Regions from separate parts of the Zea mays genome. Here region 1 is linked to region 2. Evidence: chromatin contacts called from public Hi-C data. All regions are on one chromosome and are shown on one strand. The core of a region is the stretch at or near the end of the contact, and the rest is flanking DNA. Distances in the headings are between cores, read along the strand shown. Region 1 holds the start of LOC100272309 (ubiquitin conjugating enzyme 1). Region 2 holds the start of LOC100502231 (ATPase 4 plasma membrane-type).

What was found. Hi-C and Micro-C count contacts between places; a contact is called where the count stands out from the background.
Region 1: a contact with region 2 is called in a Hi-C map of endosperm, with 3 times the contacts expected there. The contact joins the promoter of LOC100272309 here to the promoter of LOC100502231 in region 2. A contact is called at or near these places in 2 of 25 Hi-C or Micro-C datasets (ear and endosperm).

Annotation. Positions count from the first base shown.
Region 1 is chr3:107,093,938-107,100,272 of Zm-B73-REFERENCE-NAM-5.0, forward strand. It overlaps LOC100272309 (ubiquitin conjugating enzyme 1), which reads left to right and starts at 2,003. Exons shown (of 6, transcript NM_001146794.1): 1 at 2,003-2,146; 2 at 2,258-2,361; 3 at 2,613-2,715; 4 at 2,829-2,892. The coding sequence starts at 2,117.
Region 2 is chr3:106,874,697-106,880,361 of Zm-B73-REFERENCE-NAM-5.0, forward strand. It overlaps LOC100502231 (ATPase 4 plasma membrane-type), which reads right to left and starts at 2,027. Exons shown (of 21, transcript NM_001323633.1): 1 at 1,612-2,027; 2 at 1,022-1,141; 3 at 836-934; 4 at 606-743; 5 at 366-500; 6 at 96-275; 7 at 1-3. The coding sequence starts at 1,665.

The DNA of each region.
Region 1 (6,335 bases), core at 753-3,252, 220 kb after region 2:
ATTTTTGATTTTTATTGGTTTCAACTATGGGTCTCTTCATGCAAGAGATGTGCTCCTGATGTGTGTGGTCTTTGATGCTTCTTAACTCTTTTCTCTCTTAAATGGAAGCTCCTGCCATTTGCTTTTAGAAAAGAAATCTCCGTGCATAATTTTGGTAATTGTTATAAGTCTATAACAAGTGGATTAACCTTTACTCGAATATTGGCAATCGTTAAATATGTATATCCTGCCTTTTTTTCACGACCGGTGTGCCTTCGTATGAGTCTTCCGCACCTCATGGATGGTGCGTTTGGTTGCAATGACATGACGGGATGGGATGAGACGATCCCTCAAAAAAGGTTGTTTGGTTCAGGATCAAGGGTTCGAACAGAACTATCCTAGTGTTGTCTCCAGTTATCTCTCAAAAATAGAGGGATAAGAGAGGACAACAGAGGACGTTACTGTTCTGCCTGTCTCGCAACCAAACACACCCTAAATCTTCAAATGAGGCTTCATATATGATCTCCATGGCTTGATCGTTGAGTTGCAAAATTTCTTTTTCTCTAAATGTTAGCTATTTTTATCTCTCCCCTTGGTCCTCCTCTTCAATTTAAAATCTTTCGTATATATGAATGAAACAGGCCCAAGATCAAGGCCGTGCATAATAAAAGCAAGGGGTATGACGTCATCATATTTGTTTTCCTTATTGTTAATTGAAAAAAAAAGATTTATGATTTTTCCATGAGCCGAACACTCATAATGTCCACCAAATCTGTATTTTAGGCCTGCTTTGTTTATATGATTTGTCACATCACTGTTTGATCGGAAACTGACCCATTCCCCGACCATATATCAACCACGAATTTCGCATATGTCATGATTGAATTGGCAGGCCGTTGAATCTATTGAGCACGTGCCAATGGGCAGAACAAGATGAATGCACATCAAGTGGAATTGGCATCAGATCAAATCAAAAAAGGCAATTGAGAGAAAAGGTGATGCCGTTCTGCCCCCTTGGCCGCAATTGGACCGTCAATACACAGTACCTATATGATGTTGACCCTATGGCCTTTTCTATGTTAACGTTTTGTACGGTTCTTGAAGATCTTTTGAAGGACATTTGAATACGATGTATGCGATATCTCCAACAAAAAGTACTATATTTGAGTTCTAAAAATTAAAATAGAACCAAATTTAAAGTGTTTAGGGTTATAAAAACATTTACAGTTCTAACAGTTAAGTCATATACCATATTATTAGAAAAATAGGTCATGTTATTAAAAAAAATAAAAGTATATGAATACAGTAGAAAATAAGGATAAAGCTTTATCATATGGATTCCTATATTTAGGACATGAGAAGACGCATCCTATAATTATTTGATGAATTTTTATAAATAGGATTCATGTTGGCGCAATTTTATGCTAAAATCATATATTTCAAAATATAACTCTGTTTAGGATTTCTATTGGGAGATGTTCTTAGTAACAATATTTTTCAAAACTATAGCTTTAATACTATATTTTGTAATTTTGTATGTAATTGTTATGACACTATAGTTTTGGCCAGCTTCAAAAAGACTAAACAACATCTTAATCTACGATAACTAGGTAAAAGTTAGCCATGTCATGAAAATTTTAGATTGTACTCAAGTTTTTTAATACTAAAAATATATCATGAAATCTAAAATATCATGATTTTAAAAATATAGTTTTCATGAATACAACCAAACACATTATGATATAATATATTATATTATTCTTATAAATTATAGTACTACTTAGGAACTATAAAGTAAACATCCTTACCCCTAAATTATTTTGGGAGAACAGCTCCCCTAAATTTTTCTATATATATTAAAAAGTTTTTTTTTGGAAAATGGGATTTGCAGTTACTTTAAAATGGAGTGCATATTTAATGTTATATGTATATTGGGAAAAACCCCAACCGACTATGATGCTAGGTGAGTAGGTTCTTCTTTCAATAGGGAAAAAAGGAGAGAAAAAAAACGGAAGCATCAAGTCTGAAACTGAAAATAAGGGCGAATAGCGGTTTCTCTCCCTCCCTTGCCTTCGTCTCCGCCTCCCGTCTTTCCTCAAGAAGTCGATTCCCTTCCCCAAGAACCCAAGCCCCCACCATGACAAGCTCCTCCTCTCCTTCCCGAAAGGTACCGGGCTCACCTCCCCCAGTCCATTGGATTCGCCGCTCGGGGAGCGCCCCGGGTGTTTTTCGTCTCGATTTGGCTAACAATTCGATCTATCCCTTTTCTCCTGTGCAGGCGCTGAGCAAGATCGCTTGCAATCGGCTGCAGAAGGAACTCGCCGAGTGGCAACTCAGCCCCCCTGCTGGATTCAAGCACAAGGTCTCCGATAACCTACAAAGGTGCCGCCTTTCGCATCGCATCCCGCCCTCCTTGCAATTGCGTTTGCCTTTTTTTATTTATGTAGTTTTTTTTTTCTTTTGCCTTGTTGCTGTCTCTTCTAGATGGATGGGTTCAACCGTTCAAGAACCCTCTTCTTTTGTTGATATTTGCTCTTGATATCTAGTGCTTTTCTTTGATCTCACATGTTCTCTGTGGAGGTGGATTTGGACTACCTGGCTGATAAGATAATTATGTCTCGATAACTGACCAGGTGGGTAATTGAGGTCACTGGAGCGGCGGGCACCCTTTACGCCGGCGAGACCTACCAGTTGCAGGTTGACTTCCCTGAGCATTATCCTATGGAGGCACCTCAGGTCTGGTTTTCTGGACAAAGATCGCATATTTAGTCAATTACGTCTACTCATCCTTTTTCCCTTCATTTCATTTGATTGAATGATACATAACCATTCACGTCTTTTGCTTCCAGGTCATTTTTCTCAATCCAGCGCCAATGCATCCACACATCTACAGCAACGGGCACATCTGCTTAGGTAAAACTGCTCTCTAGGCATCTTGTCTGATGGGGAACATTTGTGTGTGACTCCCATGTTTGATAATGCTTTTCAGTAGCTCCATGGCTGCGGCCCAATGGGAATGTTCTTTGCGTGTTGTAATAATGTTCCATCTAGCTGTCAGGTGTTACTATTCTAATTGTTACAAGAAAGTTGCCAACTTAGGCCCTGTTTGGGACAGCTCCAGCTCCAGAAAATTTGTTGGAGTTAGTGGAGCAGATCATTAGGTGCTCCAGAAAATCATGGAGCTGGAGCTGCAAGTCTTTAGAAGATATTTAGATAAATCATTTTGTTTATTATTTAGATTAAAATACTTTTAAAATTATTTAAATTGATATTATAAACTATAGGTCCACATTGGAGCTGAAACCTAGAACTATCCCAAACACCCATTTAAGTGCTTTTATAGTGCTATATAGTAGGCTCACTACTGAGATGCCCAAAAATACATTTGCTTTTGTTATTAGAGGGGTCTTGATTGGATTTCCATATGCATATGAAATTTCCATGTGCAGGGGTTTTGTATTCGGCCCTCTAAAGTTATCTTAATGCTTGGATGCTGGTGGCTTGTCTGGTTGTCCCTTATCTTGCCCATATCATAAGGGTACTGCCAATGCATCTGTACCAGCTAGTCATTAGCACAATAGTGGCTTAAGTCTTGTTTTGTATTTATCCTTACATCATGAGTTATAACTTCTTTTCTTCTTTAACAATCTCATGAGATTTCTTGCCTCTGAAATTGATTACTTGAGCTGTCTAGATGCTACTCTCGTTTACGATTTCACAGATTGTTGTTTGTCTGTTTGTTAGATTTGTGAGTTGTGACAATTGTGTATTATATGAATTGCTAAACCTCCTTTTCTTGGTCATTTATTTTTGGAGAATATATTCCATCATATATCGCTTTAACCCGTGGGGAAAAAATCTTGTCTGCCAGACAGTGTTATAGTACTATGCATGTTTGCGTAATAAAAGCAGCCTTTTTATTTTGCGCAAATGTATTTTGTCATATTCCTTGATGGAAGTAAAGAATTCTAAACATGAAGAAAAAGTAAATTCAGAATTGCCAGCATCCAGTTATGACTGAGTTATGAGCCTGGATATGAATGCCTATCTTATTGTGCTGATGTAGGCAGAATATAGCAGGGGATAATGTGTTAGGCAGGGAAACATTTTTTTTTTCTCGGCCAAGGGGAGAGACGTCACCCTGACCTTTTCACTTAAGAAGTTGATGCCGCGACTTGAACCCGGGCTGGCCCAGCAGACCGCTTCTTTGGCGTGTCCGGCTGACCAGTTGCACCGTGAGAGTGTTGGCTAGGCAAGGAAACATGTTAGGTTGGTTGTCACCGCAGATGTTTCAGCAAATTTGCTTCTTGGTTTCTTGCTCTAAGTATATATTATTTCGAATAACAGAAAGTTAAGGGAACAAGATACGGTATACGCATATACTATACAAACCATAACATGCAAAGTGACTATGCTGCATGTAAAATTAGATATAGGAGTGGCTCATTGATGGACTTGTTTATTTTTTAGTAGGAGATTCTTGTTCATCTGTTTCTGTGTTAAACGGTGCCATTTACTGTCTCATTTCTTAGACAGATTGTAGCTACTAAATCTTAACTACAAATTAAGTGCTGGTAATTGTAAGTACAATCCTGAATATTAATTATCCTTCATAATGGATTAATGGTATGCTCTGTATAGCTTAGATCACTGTTTTCAGTGATCATTAGATTATTATGCGATTAAGCCATGTATTTTCTCCACCTTCCGTTTTTAGTAGTTCCCTTGCCATAGATGTCAGTCCTGTTGTAGCATTGCTATTGTAGGAATTGAGAATTATGAGCTTTGCCATTGGAGCCATCACTCTACAACACCTCAAACCCCAACAATTAAATGGAATCGCAATTGTCTGTTAAATCTGTAACCGAGTGCCCTGTCTGAAGTGAGGTGAAAAGGTGAGAAACTTAGCGTGTGTTTGGTTAGCGGGTTGATGCGGGTTTGAACGGGTTCAACCCACAACAACCCGTGTTTGGTTCAAAAAGGCTCGCGGGTTAGGTTTGTTCTGGGTCGAAATACTTCTTGAAAATGTGGGTTATAGTGATCCCTCAAAAACAAGCGAACCATTTCGACCCACTTCCTCTCCACCCTCCCGTCACCCATGCCTTATCCACTCGAGACCAGCACAGGGGCGCGCCGCCACTGCAGGCCTGCTGGGACGAGGGACCCCTGTCACACCCAGTTCCGGTGGGCAGAACCGAGCGCATAGCATATGTGTGCCAAGATCCATTTCCACACATATGTTGACGTCACAAGTGTAATATATCAAAAGACAATGCAATAAAGACGTAAAGAGAGTATAGTACTTTATTACATCATCTGAATCATTGTATCTTTAACAAGTATTAACATCAAAGTAAGACGGAATTAAATAACATGGGTAATCTCCCATAGGAAGATGACTGACGCATCGTTAGACTTAAAACTCATCATCGTCATCAGCAAAGTCTCCAGCATCACCCTCTGATCAAAATATTAGCAAGGGTGAGCTCACTTATGATCGGGGCTCAGCAAGTAGGGGAAAAATTAATGCAAGTTTAACAAGGTGAGGCTAAGGTTAAGCAGTAAGCCTTTTAGTTGGTCAATATTTTATTAGAACACCTGTCTTACTAATAAGTGTATATCCCAAGTATTCCCATTAAACAAAGGTATAAGAATATATCAAAAACACTTAAGTGAAACCACTTAAGCAAACCATTGGCAGATCATCGGATCTCCATTTATTGTCCATCTTTAAGTTCAATTATCATGTGAGGAGTCCAGACTGCTCTTAACCGTGAGCACGACTGACATATCAGTTTTACACTCTTCAGAGGTGACACATCTTTACCCATGAGTCGCGACTCCCTTCTAGCCTAGGTTGATCAGACCCGTATTCACTTCCGAGGTGAATGGCTAGGGTCTCACTACGAGGCTTTTCCCTAGAGTCCTCAATATGCAAATGTTGGAAATGGTCAAACTGCATAGAGCACATCTAACGTAACCAACTTATAGTCCAGACTGCAGGGTAAAGCTTTGGGAACTATGCCCGTATCCAATCTGCCTGAGCGAGAAATATAAGCGCTTGCCAGATGCCCCCGTTCCGGTCTACCACGACCAGCACCCAACATAAGACTTCCCTAGTTATTTAGCCAAGGGCGTCCCGTACCACCCTCATGGTAGCACTGTTTTCCTGGGTGGTCACTCCATGTTCCAATTAATATACAATAATCTTGTTTAACCATCGGGTTAACATCATAATATCAATTTCATTTACGGAACATTAATATCATAAACATGAGTGACAATTATTAAGTTGAGCGGTAGCATCAATTTGCAAAGCATAGTATTTTCACAGGGTAATCAAGGAATACAGTTGG
Region 2 (5,665 bases), core at 777-3,276:
GACCTGCACCAAGAAAGTGATATAATGTAAACAACTAAGTATATTGACAATTCAGTCCAGAGTATATGCATAGGAGACAGGGTGTCCAATATTGCCTTCTGGAAATGGCCAACTTGGTTTGTGGAGTCAACAAGGTGAGCAGCCTTTCCGAAGAAAGTGTGGACACCTGTGGCAATCACAACAGCTTCGATTTCACCTTGCTTGACCGTCGAACCAGAATAGACACCATCACCGGGACCTTTAGTGACCGGCAGTGACTCTCCGGTCAGAGCAGACTACAATGCAAGAGAAGTATAAGGAAAAAGATCACTGGAGCTCATCAAAGGCCAAGTTATTTTACAACAGGTGTTGGCAATGGGAAGAACCTGATCGATCTTCAAAGGATCCCCCTCAAGGAGGCGTGCATCTGCAGGTATAATATCTCCGAGTTTAATACTAACAATGTCTCCTGGTACAAGAATGGCTGCGTCTTCCTCGGTCCATCGGCCATCACGAAGAACCTGAAGAAAGGAAAGTCAGTTCAAACTTTTTGGAAGGGCTCAGCAAACGCATGAAGCTTTCCTTGGGAACACAGTGAAACTGCATAGAGGTTGTCTGTGACAAACCTTGGCTTTAGGTGCGAGGCGAGCCATGAGGGCTGCTGCAGCATTACCAGCATTGTTTTCCTCGATAAAACTGATTGTTGAGTTGATGACAAGCAGAGTTATGATACCGACAAAGTCCTGCCAATCTGGTGGCTTCCCCTGATGACATAATCAAAAGACAACTACAACTAAGAATACAGCACAATCATAGATGAAATTTTGAAGTCTGTTAGTAGGTTTCTGTGTCTTACCCCTCCATTGGCAAGAGCAATGGCCATGATTGCTGCAGCCTCCATGACCCAGGACAGTGGGTTCCACATGAAACCCAGAAACTTGAGGAATTTGCTCTCCTGTGGCCATCAAAATCCCAGCTATAAGCAACTATTATATATTTATACGCGTTCTACCCAGCAAGTTGGGGTAAAAAGGAAACAAACCTCCTTCTCCTCGAGCTTGTTTGGGCCAAAGATTTCGAGGCGCTGCTGCGCCTGCTCGGTGGAGAGACCCTCGCGGCTGCATCTCAGATTCTCGAACACTTCCTCGAGGGGGATGTTCTCCTGCAGAGAAGAGAGAAGAAAAGCAACACAATTGCTTATGATGCCGCGAACTCTTCTGAGAGAATTTTGCCTACTACTGTTGCTACTACGTGGAACGAGTATGGCCCAAATGCTTACTCTCTAGGATGTACCAGTTCCTAGAGAGAAGCGAAAAGGAGAAGCGAAGGAAGCAGATTTGATGGGGGAAAAAAAGCTAGGTAGGTAGAGAAATGGAACGTCACTATGCCAAAATGTCAGTCACCTAAAATTCAGGACCACAAACCAGCTAGCATAAAGTTTTCATTCTTTCTTTCTTCTTCGGCTAGACTCTAGACTAGAGAGATGCGAATTTCGTAGAAGAGGAGCAGCAATCTGGTCTAGGAAAATGGGACTAGAAAGGCGGAAGCTTTCATTTTTCTTCCTTCCCAACAAGACATCGTGCAACACACACACACACAAATTGGTGGGGCAGAAGGAGAGGAGAGACATACCAGGTCGACGGCCTCCTTGAGGACGGCCTCGAGGTTGCCCTCCTTCTCAGCCATGGGGGAGGCGCCTCCTCACGGATCTCCTTTCACCTCGTGTGTCCTGTGGTGGGTTGTCCTTGCAGTTACAGATTTATATGGAAACGAGAATGAGGCGGCCGGAGGAGGGCAGGGGAAGCTTGCTCGCTGGTGAATGTGGGTTTGGTTTTCAGACGGGTGGATGGATGGATGGATTGGGGTGGGTGGGAAGTGCGAGGGCGGGATGGGGATGAGGTTGAGGGGGGAGTGAGGAAGAAGAAGGTGTCAGGCGACACCGCGACAGACAGACAGGGGAGTGGGAGTCCACAACGGTAACAGGATTGAGATGCGATGGAATGCCAAAGGAAAAGAAGAAAAGCGAACCAAGCGGATAAAGAAGGAAGGGAGACTGGGAGAGAGAGAAGAAAAAACATGTAGAGCACTCTCGTCCTGCCTGCTGCCTGCTGGAGCTCGGTGACGGCTAGGCGTGTGAACTGTGAAGGGTTGCCTGCTCTACTCATGCATGCAACACAGAAAAGCTAATTAAGGTCAAATTAAAAAAATGGCAGCTGATATAATCTAATCCTCTGCTGGATGTCCGGCGCCATCTGTTCTGTCCTGCTTTGGCGCCGGTAGAGAATAATAGAATAGAAGGGTAGCTTGTGGTAGGTCACAAATGAGATGTACGTGACGTGAATTAAGCAGCACACATCAATCCACACTTTTAGCTGGCAAATCAAACCTAACTGATTCTGAGTATATATGTGGATTTTTCTTTTCTTGATGAACATCTTGAATTAATGAGACTTGTATACTTCTTCTCTCTCTCTTGGATTTGTTTCTTGATGAACCACATGATATATATATATATACATGTGATGGAACTGAGAGTGATGTACATGCAATGCAAGTATGCAACTGAGACAAACCTAGCTCACTTCCTCCGACCAAACTACTACTGCTGTTTGGTAGATAAAGAAATCAAGCCAGAGCGAGAGATCAACAGAAAGATTTACTAGCTAGTACCACAACATGTAGGCCACAAAACAAGGTCAGAGGAGTTTTGATTAGACTGCCAGCGACAGCTGAAAACAACTCGCGCGCAATCGATATCGCCAGTGGTCCAATTAAAAAAAATACAGGGAGAACAAATTAAACCTGGTCAGATTTCAGACCTTGCGCTTTTTTTAAGAGAGAGAGAGAAGGAGAACAGATGGAGATTTTTCCCCCTCTTCTTTTCATTTCAGAAAGGCAATGATTTCAGAAAGGCAAGGGGGTAAAGGCAAACCATGCATGCAACAAAGGTGGTGGTCTGAAATGCAGGCACACAACCAAAGCAAGGCAAGCAAAAAGTGCAACTGACGACAAGGCAGGCAGGCAGGCGCTTTACGGTGGTGCAATCACAGTCATCAACTTTATTAGGCATAGGCAACACCAATCTGTATCTACTGCGACGACAATCATCAGCGCACCAGTCTGGCATCAGGCACGTACTACTGGCATAGCACGAAGTTTGGAGCTGAACGTGTCCGAAACAGGGTTTAATTTAATTAAGCATTTTTTTCATACGGAGCGAACTTTATTAATTCCCTTGCTCTGAACTTACATCTACATACAATCTGGCCACAAGATGAGTTGCAATTGATGCCACAAAACGCCACATGCGTCACGTGTGGGCGGCTGTAGATGAAGATGCTGGACATGTATTCCTCAAATGCAGACACGTAACGTAAGACATGCATGTGTGGAGAGATCGAGATGGGCGGGGCTGATCGAGGGTGCAGGGTGCAGCTTTCTGGGAGATGCTCGCCTCTGATGCTAGTCCAGGAACTGGAACACTGTCAAGGCAGTTTTGTTTTTTTTTTCCGCCGTACAAAATATAAAAATAGGTCAGGAGACATATAGTATATATAGATAAAAAACAATCTAAAATATATCCGATCTATTCTTATATTCTTGTTCTCTCGTACTATCTATTTTAAAGTCGAGATTTCACAAAATAATAAACAACATTTATCTTTTTATATTATTTATATTAAGAAAACTCAAAAATTTGAGGATCTAAAAATTTAGAGGCCCTATGCCATCAGTCCCATCACTCCAATTGCGCTGGGCACCTGAGGGCCCTGACACTGTTGATCTACTTCTGTTAAGCCTTAAGCGGCAGTTGGTACGAAAGAAATAGAATCAGAGAAGGCCGATTTGGTGCAGTGCTCCCGTTTGTAATTTGCTTGCGGTTGCCGGTGATTTAGCTGGGTCGCGGCTACAATCCGTGGATTCCCTCTCAAATAAAAGAAGTATTCACAGCCAATTTTTTTATTGTCTACTTTAATATAATTATGATTGTTAGCATTCATAAAAAGATAAGGGCGTGTTCGCTTGTCCAGGAATGGATCAGGATTCGTTCTAGCTCATCAAAATCTATATAAATTAGAGAAGTAATCCGGCTAGAATTCATTCCGGAGCTCCAATCCGTGAAAACCGAACAGGGCCTAAGGGGGTCTTGGTTCTGCTTCACTCGACTCAGCTTCACAAACCTCTAACCAAACAATACCACTTCAAACAAACTCAACTTAACCAAAAAAAATGTGAAGTTAGCCCCAACTTCACCAAAAAACGTGAAACGGTTAAAGGGATATGTCGGAGAGTAAACTCTAGCCGATTAGCGGAATGCACCCACCTAATTCTAAGAACGGGGCAGTCTAGGATGTCTGATGAGATAGACGAACACAAGAACACGCAAGGATTTAGAGTGATTCGGTCTGCCGGAGCGTAATACACTACTCCACTGTGAGTTGTATTGATGAGTGTTTAAGAAAGCTTGAATCTAGATGAAGACGTCTTCAAGTGAGGATGTCCCGTTCTGCGAGTCCCAGGGTGGGCTCAAGAGCGGTCTGTCTATTGTAGCGCATGTACCATCCCTTTTATAGCTTAAGGGAGACACGTACATGTGCACTGGGCCCCGACAGGTGGGCACGAGAATATAATAATATGAAGCATGGATAAACGAATAAAGCTGGTGGAGCGAAGTCCTCTCTTGGTTACTGTGCTGATTTCCTGACCAGATTCACTTTCACCTTGTCTTGTCAGCATGTGGGCAAAGGCTCTAGTGTAGACTGCGGCGTAGCTATCACACCAAGTTTTAGGGCCAAAACCGAATGCATAGCATATGTGTGCCAGGATCCATTATTCACACATATGTTGACGTCACAAGTGTAATATATCAAAAGACAATGCAATAAAAGCATAAAAGATAGTATAATAACTTTATTACATCATCCAGACTTTAAAAGTTTTAAATAGTAACATCATCAAAGTACAGCGGATATAACATGGGCAACCTTCCACACGAAGATGACTGGCGCATCATTAGACTCAGTACTCGTCATCACCATCGTCACAGTCTTCCTCATCAGCTTCTGATCCAAAAATTTAGCAAGGGGTGAGCTCACTTATGGCAGGGGCTCAGCAAGTGGGAGGAGTTATGCAGGGTTAATAAGGTAGGCTAAGGTTAAGCGGTAAGCATTTTAGTTGGTCAATATTTTATTAACAACGCCTAACTTACTACTTGTAAGTGTATTCCAAAATATCCCAATTAATCATAAGCATATGATTATATCTCAAAAACACTTAAGTGAAACCACTTAAGTAAACCATATAAAAATAATCGGATCACGATTTATTCTCCATCTTTAAGTTTAATTATCATGTGAGGGCCCAAGTTGCTTTTAACCATGAGCACGACTGACATATCAGTTTTACACTCTTCAGAGGTGGTACAACTTTACCCACAAGGTTGTACAGACCCTTAAACACTGCCGAGGTGAATGGCTAGGGATCCATTATGAGGCTTTCACAAAATATCCTTAGTACAAAGCCACCAGCTAAGGTTTCCACGTTAGTATTGGTGACCCTCTGGGCGAGGTAACTTAGCTAAGACTACCACTCCATGTTAACATTAGCTACCACCAAACCATTGTCGCTCCCTCTTGCCCATCTTTCAGGTAGGGTTGCTAAGCACTAAGTCTATAAAACTATTTAC